2 separate regions of the Sus scrofa genome follow, and region 1 is linked to region 2. A link is a contact called in public Hi-C data. All regions are on one chromosome and are shown on one strand. The core of a region is the stretch at or near the end of the contact, and the rest is flanking DNA. Distances in the headings are between cores, read along the strand shown.

Region 1 (3,310 bases), core at 707-3,206, 130 kb after region 2:
TTAAGCCGGGGCGTGAGAATGGAGGCCAGAAGGAATTTCCAGTACTGTTCAAGTGACTTATCACCTGTTCATTATTTCTTTAGAAGAAATTGGGGTTAGACCGTCCATAGACTGGTCAATGCTGATGGGTGCAACGTAGGTTAGTCGAGAAGACCAGAAGGCCTCTTTGGATTTCTACTCAATACCAGTCACCTTGGCCTTCGGTGTAGAGTGTGTGATGGAGTGAGGGTGTGTGGGGCAGGGTCCTGTGGAAGGAGTCAGCTAGCTTTAGCTGATTGTGCCTGTCGTTAACTACCAGCTGTAGGATTTTGGACCAGGTACAGCATCTCTCTGGGCCTCCACTTCTTCTTCTGTAAAATGGGCTTGCCGTGGTTGGCATGACATTTGAAACTATGGTGCCCTGCCCCCCTTCTCGGGTGTTTCAGGGTAATTAGTCTCCATCTCCCCAAACAGACCGTCTCCCCCACTCGTAGCCCTTTTCCATCTCCACCCTGGCTCTCGTTTCATCCGCACCGCAGCCTGGTAGGGAAGACGCTGCTCACCCAACACCGGCCTCGCACGTGGCCTTCCCCGCTGCCTCTGCCGCAACTTCATGGCAGTTGGCACCCCTCCCAAACCAGCTTGTGTTCATCCCGACCCTTTCTCCCCAGTCTGAACCTGGAGGGAAGAAACCCTGTTTTCTTTCTCTCACCTTTGTTCCGCTAATGGTTAACTTTCTGTCTGGCACACAGAAGATAGTAAATATTAAATAAATGACGAGCGAAGACAGGAATTAATGATGGACAGCAGGTCAGATCTCAGAGAGCACGAGCTTTGGCAAAAGCGAACTTGATCAAAAGTTTTGAGAACGGGTGGCGACTCAGCCGAGGCTGAGTGAGCCAGAGCTCAATTTGTAATTCAAAGTTGCCGCTCCTAAGGCAGAAAAACAACACTACCACACAACTGATGTTTATTGACTGCTTGCTCCGTGCCAGGCCCTGCGCTTATCGCTCTGCATACCTCATGTCACTAGTCCTTATAACAACTCTATGACATATGTATTATTATTATTCCCAAATTACAGCTTAATACACTGAAGCTTAGAAAGATTAAGTGTCCTTTCCGAGGCTGCAGGGCTAACAATGGCTGAGCTAGGATTTGGACCGTGTCTTTCTGCTTCCAGAACCCGTGTCCTCACTTCTCGGCTGTACTCAGCAAAGGGGAGTGAGCCCCACGGATGCCAGCAGCACTGCCATCCACAAAGGAGTTAATGTCTGAATATGGGGCTTAGGGTCCTCGTGAGCTCGACTCACTGTTCCCTAGTTCTCCATACGAGTTTCACTTCCCCTGGTCCACGTTCTGAGGCTTTAACCACTCATTCTCACTCTCAGCCACAAAGGGACTCCAACAGGGGCAGCTGAAATCAAACCTACCGCCAGCAGCCAGGAACCGGGCTGTCAAAAGAAATGAAAAATCCAGGGGCCACGGCAGTCTTACCGTTCGTTAAGTGAGTTTATCGGGAACTCTCTTGACATTGAGCTGTAACTACGGCGTTTAAGAAAATCCCAAATTTGAAATAAATAAGTTGGCTGACATACAGACATTTTACATATGAATTTAATAAAATAGATTTTTCTTTTAGAAATCTTTGGTAATCTCTGAAATATATCAGCTGCAACCCAGGAACATTGTATCCTAAATCGTGATTCATGAAATGAAACGGAAATGTATTATGTAATTCAATTTGGAGCGTCCAGGACAGAGCTCATTAGGGCTGTTTGCTGGTGATGTGGCTGGAGTTTGGAGGCACTGTGGTTTGGGCAGAACTTCTCCCAGGCCTTACCTCCCCTTCCTCTGAGGACATTTTAACCAAGTATCGTCACCCTTTAAAAATAGCATGCTTGAGCGTTTTGCCCACAAATGAGGATAATTCAGGGGAAATCTTAAGAAAAACTGGATCGTTTCCCCTCTCCTCCCACTTTACCATTAACCCATCTCGTAATGAGTCAGGCTCACGACTGACTCATGGCCTCTCCATGTGGTCCTTGGATCCAGACCAGGGCTCACCCATACATTGGGCAGGTGGACACCAGGATGTCATCTGAGGTAACTGGAGCCCAGAGAAATGAAGAGACTCCCCCAGGGTGATCAGCTCTTAAATATCACAGCTAGAACTAACTCTGAAATCCGAAATTAGTTTTCTCCAGCTCATCACATGTCTGGATGTGCAATCAAAGCATAGCTTTCCCCACCTAGGCTGAATACGATAAGTGAGAAAGTGACTAAAAAGCACTTTTGTCTGATTTTTGTTCCACTGCTTTGCGCTTCTTTTAAAAAAGCATTTATTGAGATTATAAAATATGCCATTTTCACCACTGTAAAGTGTACAGTTCAGTGGCTTTTGGTACATTCAGTGGTGTGCACCATTACCCCTGATTCCAGAATATTTTCTGTCCCCTTGAAAGGAAACGCTGTACCAATCAAGCATTCACTCTCTGTTTTCCTCTCCCTGAGCCCCTGGCCACCCATGTATCTCCTTTCTGTCCCTATAGATCTGTCTATTCTAGACGTTTCATATCAACAAATCATATACTGTGGAGTCTTTTGTGACAGGCTGCTTTTACTTAGCAAAATGTTTCCAGAGCTCATAATGTTATATAGCAGGTATAGGACTTACTTCCTTTTATGGTTGAATAATATTCCATCGTACGTGCGTGCATACTCCATTTTATTTCATCAGTTCATGGGTATTGGGGTTGTTTCCAGTTTTTGGCTGCTCTGAACACTTGTGTACAGGTTTTTGTTTGAGTTTTTGTTTGTTTTCAATTCTCTTGAGTTACCTCAGAGTAGAATTTCCGGGTCATACAGTAATTTTATGTTTAACTTTTTCAGGAACCACAAAGCGGATTTCCGGATCAGCTGTACCATTTTACCTTCTCGCTAGCAATGTGTGATGGGCTCCGTTTCTCCACATTCTCACAGACACTTGCTACTTTCTGTTTTTTGTTTTTGTTTTTTATTAGATCCATCCTAGTGGGTGTAAAGTGGCATCTCATTGTGGTTTTGATTTGCATTTCTCCAATGACTACTGTGTTGAGCATCTTTTCATTTTCTTGCTGGTCAGTTTTTTTTTTTTTTTTTTTTTGTCTTTTGTCTTTTTGTTGTTGTTGTTGCTATTTCTTGGGCCGCTCCCGCGGCATATGGAGGTTCCCAGGCTAGGGGTCGAATCAGAGCTGTAGCCACTGGCCTACTCCAGAGCCACAGCAACGCTGGATCCGAGCCGCATCTGCAACCTACACCACAGCTCATGGCAACGCCGCATCGTTAACCC
Region 2 (3,679 bases), core at 514-3,013:
TTATGTCTACACAAAAATATGCCCCCCAAAACTTGGCAGCAACCAAGACGTCATTCGGTGGGTGAGTGGATAAATTAATTATGGCACATCCAGGGAGTTCCTGTCATGGCGCAGTGGTTAACGAATCCGACTAGGAACCATGAGGTTGCGGGTTTGATCCCTGGGCTTGCTCAGTGGGTTAAGGATCCGGCGTTGCCGTGAGCTGTGGTGTAGGTTGCAGACGCGGCTCGGATCCCGTATTGCTGTGTCTCTGGCATAGAGCCGCATTGCTGTGGCTTTGGCGTCGGCTGGCAGCTACAGCTCCGATTAGACCCCTAGCCTGGGAACCTCCATATGCCACAGGAGTGGCCCAAGAAATGGCAAAAAGATAAAAAAAAAAATTATGGCACATCCAGAAAATGGGATATTACTCAGCCCTAAATAGACATGAGCAATGGAGCCATGACAAGACCTGCAGATTGCTAAGTGAAAGAAGCCAGTCTGGAAAGGCTCTCTTTTATGATTCCAACTATGTGACATTTTGGAAAAAGTAAAACCATGGAGACAGCAAAAAGCTCAGTGGTTTGGGGGAGGAGAGGATGAATGGGGGAGGAGAGAGGATTTTTAGGATTTTTACTATTTTATAGTATGATACTATAATGGTAGGTATATGTCATTATACACTTTTTATATTTATTTTTTTGGAAAATTCTGGATTTATTTTATTAAAAAAATTTTTTTATCGTAGTTGATTTCAATTTCTGCTACACAGCAAAGTGACCCAGCTTTACATTTATATACATTCTTTTTCTTCGCATTATCCTCCATTTATACATTTTTCTTTAAAACCAAGAGTGAACCCTGATGTAAACTATGGACTTGGGTGATAATGACCTGTCAATGCAGGTTCATCAGTTGTAACAAACTTACAACCGTGGTGCCGGATGTTGGTGGGGAGGGGCTGTGGAAGCGCGGGCGGGGCGGGGGCAGGAGGCACATGGAGACTCTCTGTCCTTTTCGCTCAGTTTTGCTGTGAACCTAAAACTTCTTTGAGAAATAAAGTCCGTTTTTCTTTTTTAAAAAAAGATCCTTCCAGCTGCTGTGTGGAGAGTGGACTGGGTGGGGTCAAGAGAGGAGGAAGGGAAGCAAATTAGAAGGAATTTACAGTAAACTAGGTAAGAGATGTCAGAGGTTTCAACTAATATTTTGATGATAAACAGGGCGAGAGGGAGTCACATTTGGGATATATTTGGACGTGATGTTGCTAGAACTTGCTGATGAATTAAATACGGGATATGAGGGAAAGAGAGTAATCAAGGGTGACTCTAAGGTCCCTGGTCTCAACAGTTGCCTGAATGATTCTCTCATTGACTTAGATGAAGACTGTGCGTGAGAGAGAGAGAGAGAGGGAGAGGGAGAGGGAGATATAGAGACAGAGATAAAGATAGATTTTTTTTTTTTTTTTTCCTCCAGAGGCAGCATGTTGGCTACAGACTCAGAGCAAGCAGATAACTAGGGTTATTGAGCTTCAGGTCTTTCCAGGCTGGTACAACATAAAGAGAAAAGGGGCAGAAGAGACATACATGTGCAAGAGAGTGGCTGCAGTGCTGATCAAAGAAGCTGAGCCGGCTGAGGAGGAGGGTGAGAATGTGTGTGTGTTCGGGGCAGAGAGGGTGAAGGTGGTCAGAGAGGGGAAGGGGCGATGGGTTGAGCCTCCCAGTGAGATCCGAGTTGCTGGAGCCAAGCTGCTCTAGATTACGGGAAGAGGCGGCCCTAGAGTAGAGCTGCTTGGCATTTCAGAGCTGATGCCGTTATTGGCTGAAATAACTGACAAGCTGTAAAGTACACCCATGGGAGGTGGTGGCCAAGGTGATGGTGAAGTTCATTGAATCCCTTGGAACCAAGGAAACGAGAGCAGAGGGCGAGAGGTGGGTCTAGTATATGACTCTTAAAGCTGCTGAGAATGGTGGTGGAGAGGAGGCCGGCCAGCCGAGTGCCCCTGCAGTCCCTTGCTGGGTGTAGGTTTCCTGGGCTGTTTGCTCCTGGCAGTCGTTTTTCAGAGGTCTTCTTGATACAGCTCCATATCCAGCACTGTCTTGGATTGTAAGCTGTTTGAAGAAGCAATTTGTCATGTTGGAGTTTTACATGACAATAGGAAGGCGCGCCTTCTTCTTCAAAAACCAGCGATGAACAGCTTTCCCGAGCCTTTGTAAATATTGGATCAGGAATTCTAGTTGAGGGTCACCTCAGAAGTTCTTTGTGACTCTCTGCATCCTGCCCATCATCGTCTGGGCTCAGTCTTCAGGGGCCTGTCCCTTCCCAGACTCTTAGACAAGGACTCTCTGAACAGTGTCTTGAGCCGTGAACACGGAGGGCTGCTCGCTGTCTGAGGGTGGCTGGAGGGGGAAGCACAGAGGCGACAGAAGTGAGCCAGGAAAGTGGGATGAGATACCCGAGGGCCTTGGAGGCCTGGCCTCTGGGTCTGAATCTTAGAGATGATGGGGGTCACGTGCCCAGGAGGGGAGAGTCAGGACCCCGAGCCTGGGCCCTCCTCTGGGACAGCCCCTGGGGAGGGGGCACTGGCCTTTGGGTGGGGTCCTGGGCTGCCCGCCAGGGCGCCTTCTTTTCTGGGCCTCACGGACGGGCCGTCTGTTGCTTGGGAAAGTAGACTATGTCTCTCTTGGGCTGAGGTCATTACTAGTGATAATGTGGCCCCAGGGACCGAAGCTACACAAGATCCAGCCACAAACTTCCCTCGGGCCAAGGACTCCGCCACCTTCCTCAGGCCCTTGATTCACAGCAGGAGCTGCTTACCAGCCACAAAGCGATTTGCCTCATCTGCTCTGCTTCAGTCTCCTTGGGCACAGGCATCAGGGGACAGCCACCAGGTTTCCCCAACCGTGGGGCCTGGGTCTGTAGCGTCAAGGCTGGACCTGAGCCTTGGCACGGAGGTCACTCTGTCAGCGGCCTTGCCTGGCACAAGCAGCTGTCCTGGTCCTGGAGATGGTCTCAGAGCCCAGGCCTGGCCAACCCCAGAGCTGCTTTCTGGTGGCCAGTGTATCACTTTGACACACACCTTCCCAGCACCCTCCTCACCCTCCGCAGTGCCCTCACACACTGAGTCACCCATTGCATCATACTAATAGATCCCACCCAATATGTCCCATGGTTGCCACACACACACACACACACACACACACACACACACAATCTTTCTTATCTCCCAGAGCATACACAGACCTCCCCCAGAGCCTCAGGTGCATCACACGTAGTCTGTGTCCTTTGTCCTTTCACAGCCCCTCTACGTGGCACATGGCCTCAGGTTTTCCAGTTCTACCCGAGACGCCCCCCCACCCACAGGTCCTCCTCACACAGCCGCCCACATAGCTTCCTCCGGGCATCACACAGCCAGGTACGAGTCATCATGCTGCTGACAGGTTGTCACCACCAGCAGCCACCCACCCCCAGCCACGCATGCCCAGCCTTTTGCCAGAACCAGGCAGTTAAGGCTGCCTACAGGCAGGCCTGGCCAAAATTGTCAGGAGGTTGATGATGTGTCTGAAAAAGGGAAAAAAAAATACATGATTTGGAAAATATTTCCAGGATTTGAAAACAAACGTTATGATATTTGATCTGTTTGTGATCTGTTTGCAGCGCTCATGTTGCTAAATACTGCTTGATGGAGAAAACGTTTGGCAAG

What was found. Hi-C and Micro-C count contacts between places; a contact is called where the count stands out from the background.
Region 1: a Hi-C map of subcutaneous adipose tissue shows a contact between it and region 2, with 1.6 times the contacts expected there. The contact joins two enhancer-like sites. A contact is called at or near these places in 1 of 47 Hi-C or Micro-C datasets (subcutaneous adipose tissue) and 2 of 2 datasets of contacts at active chromatin or transcription factors (alveolar macrophages and skeletal muscle).

The regions. Positions count from the first base shown.
Region 1 is chr3:118,584,770-118,588,079 of Sscrofa11.1, forward strand. All of the region lies in intron 4 of OSR1 (protein odd-skipped-related 1), which reads left to right. Among named protein-coding and RNA genes, the nearest start is that of OSR1, 220 kb to the left of the region's middle. Within about 2 kb of position 1,957, at least 22 of the 83 cell types and tissues checked have an H3K27ac peak or open chromatin away from gene starts, as enhancers often do. A contact at or near this core is called in subcutaneous adipose tissue, where this site is marked.
Region 2 is chr3:118,455,273-118,458,951 of Sscrofa11.1, forward strand. All of the region lies in intron 2 of OSR1 (protein odd-skipped-related 1), which reads left to right. Among named protein-coding and RNA genes, the nearest start is that of OSR1, 89 kb to the left of the region's middle. Within about 2 kb of position 1,764, at least 10 of the 83 cell types and tissues checked have an H3K27ac peak or open chromatin away from gene starts, as enhancers often do. A contact at or near this core is called in subcutaneous adipose tissue, where this site is marked.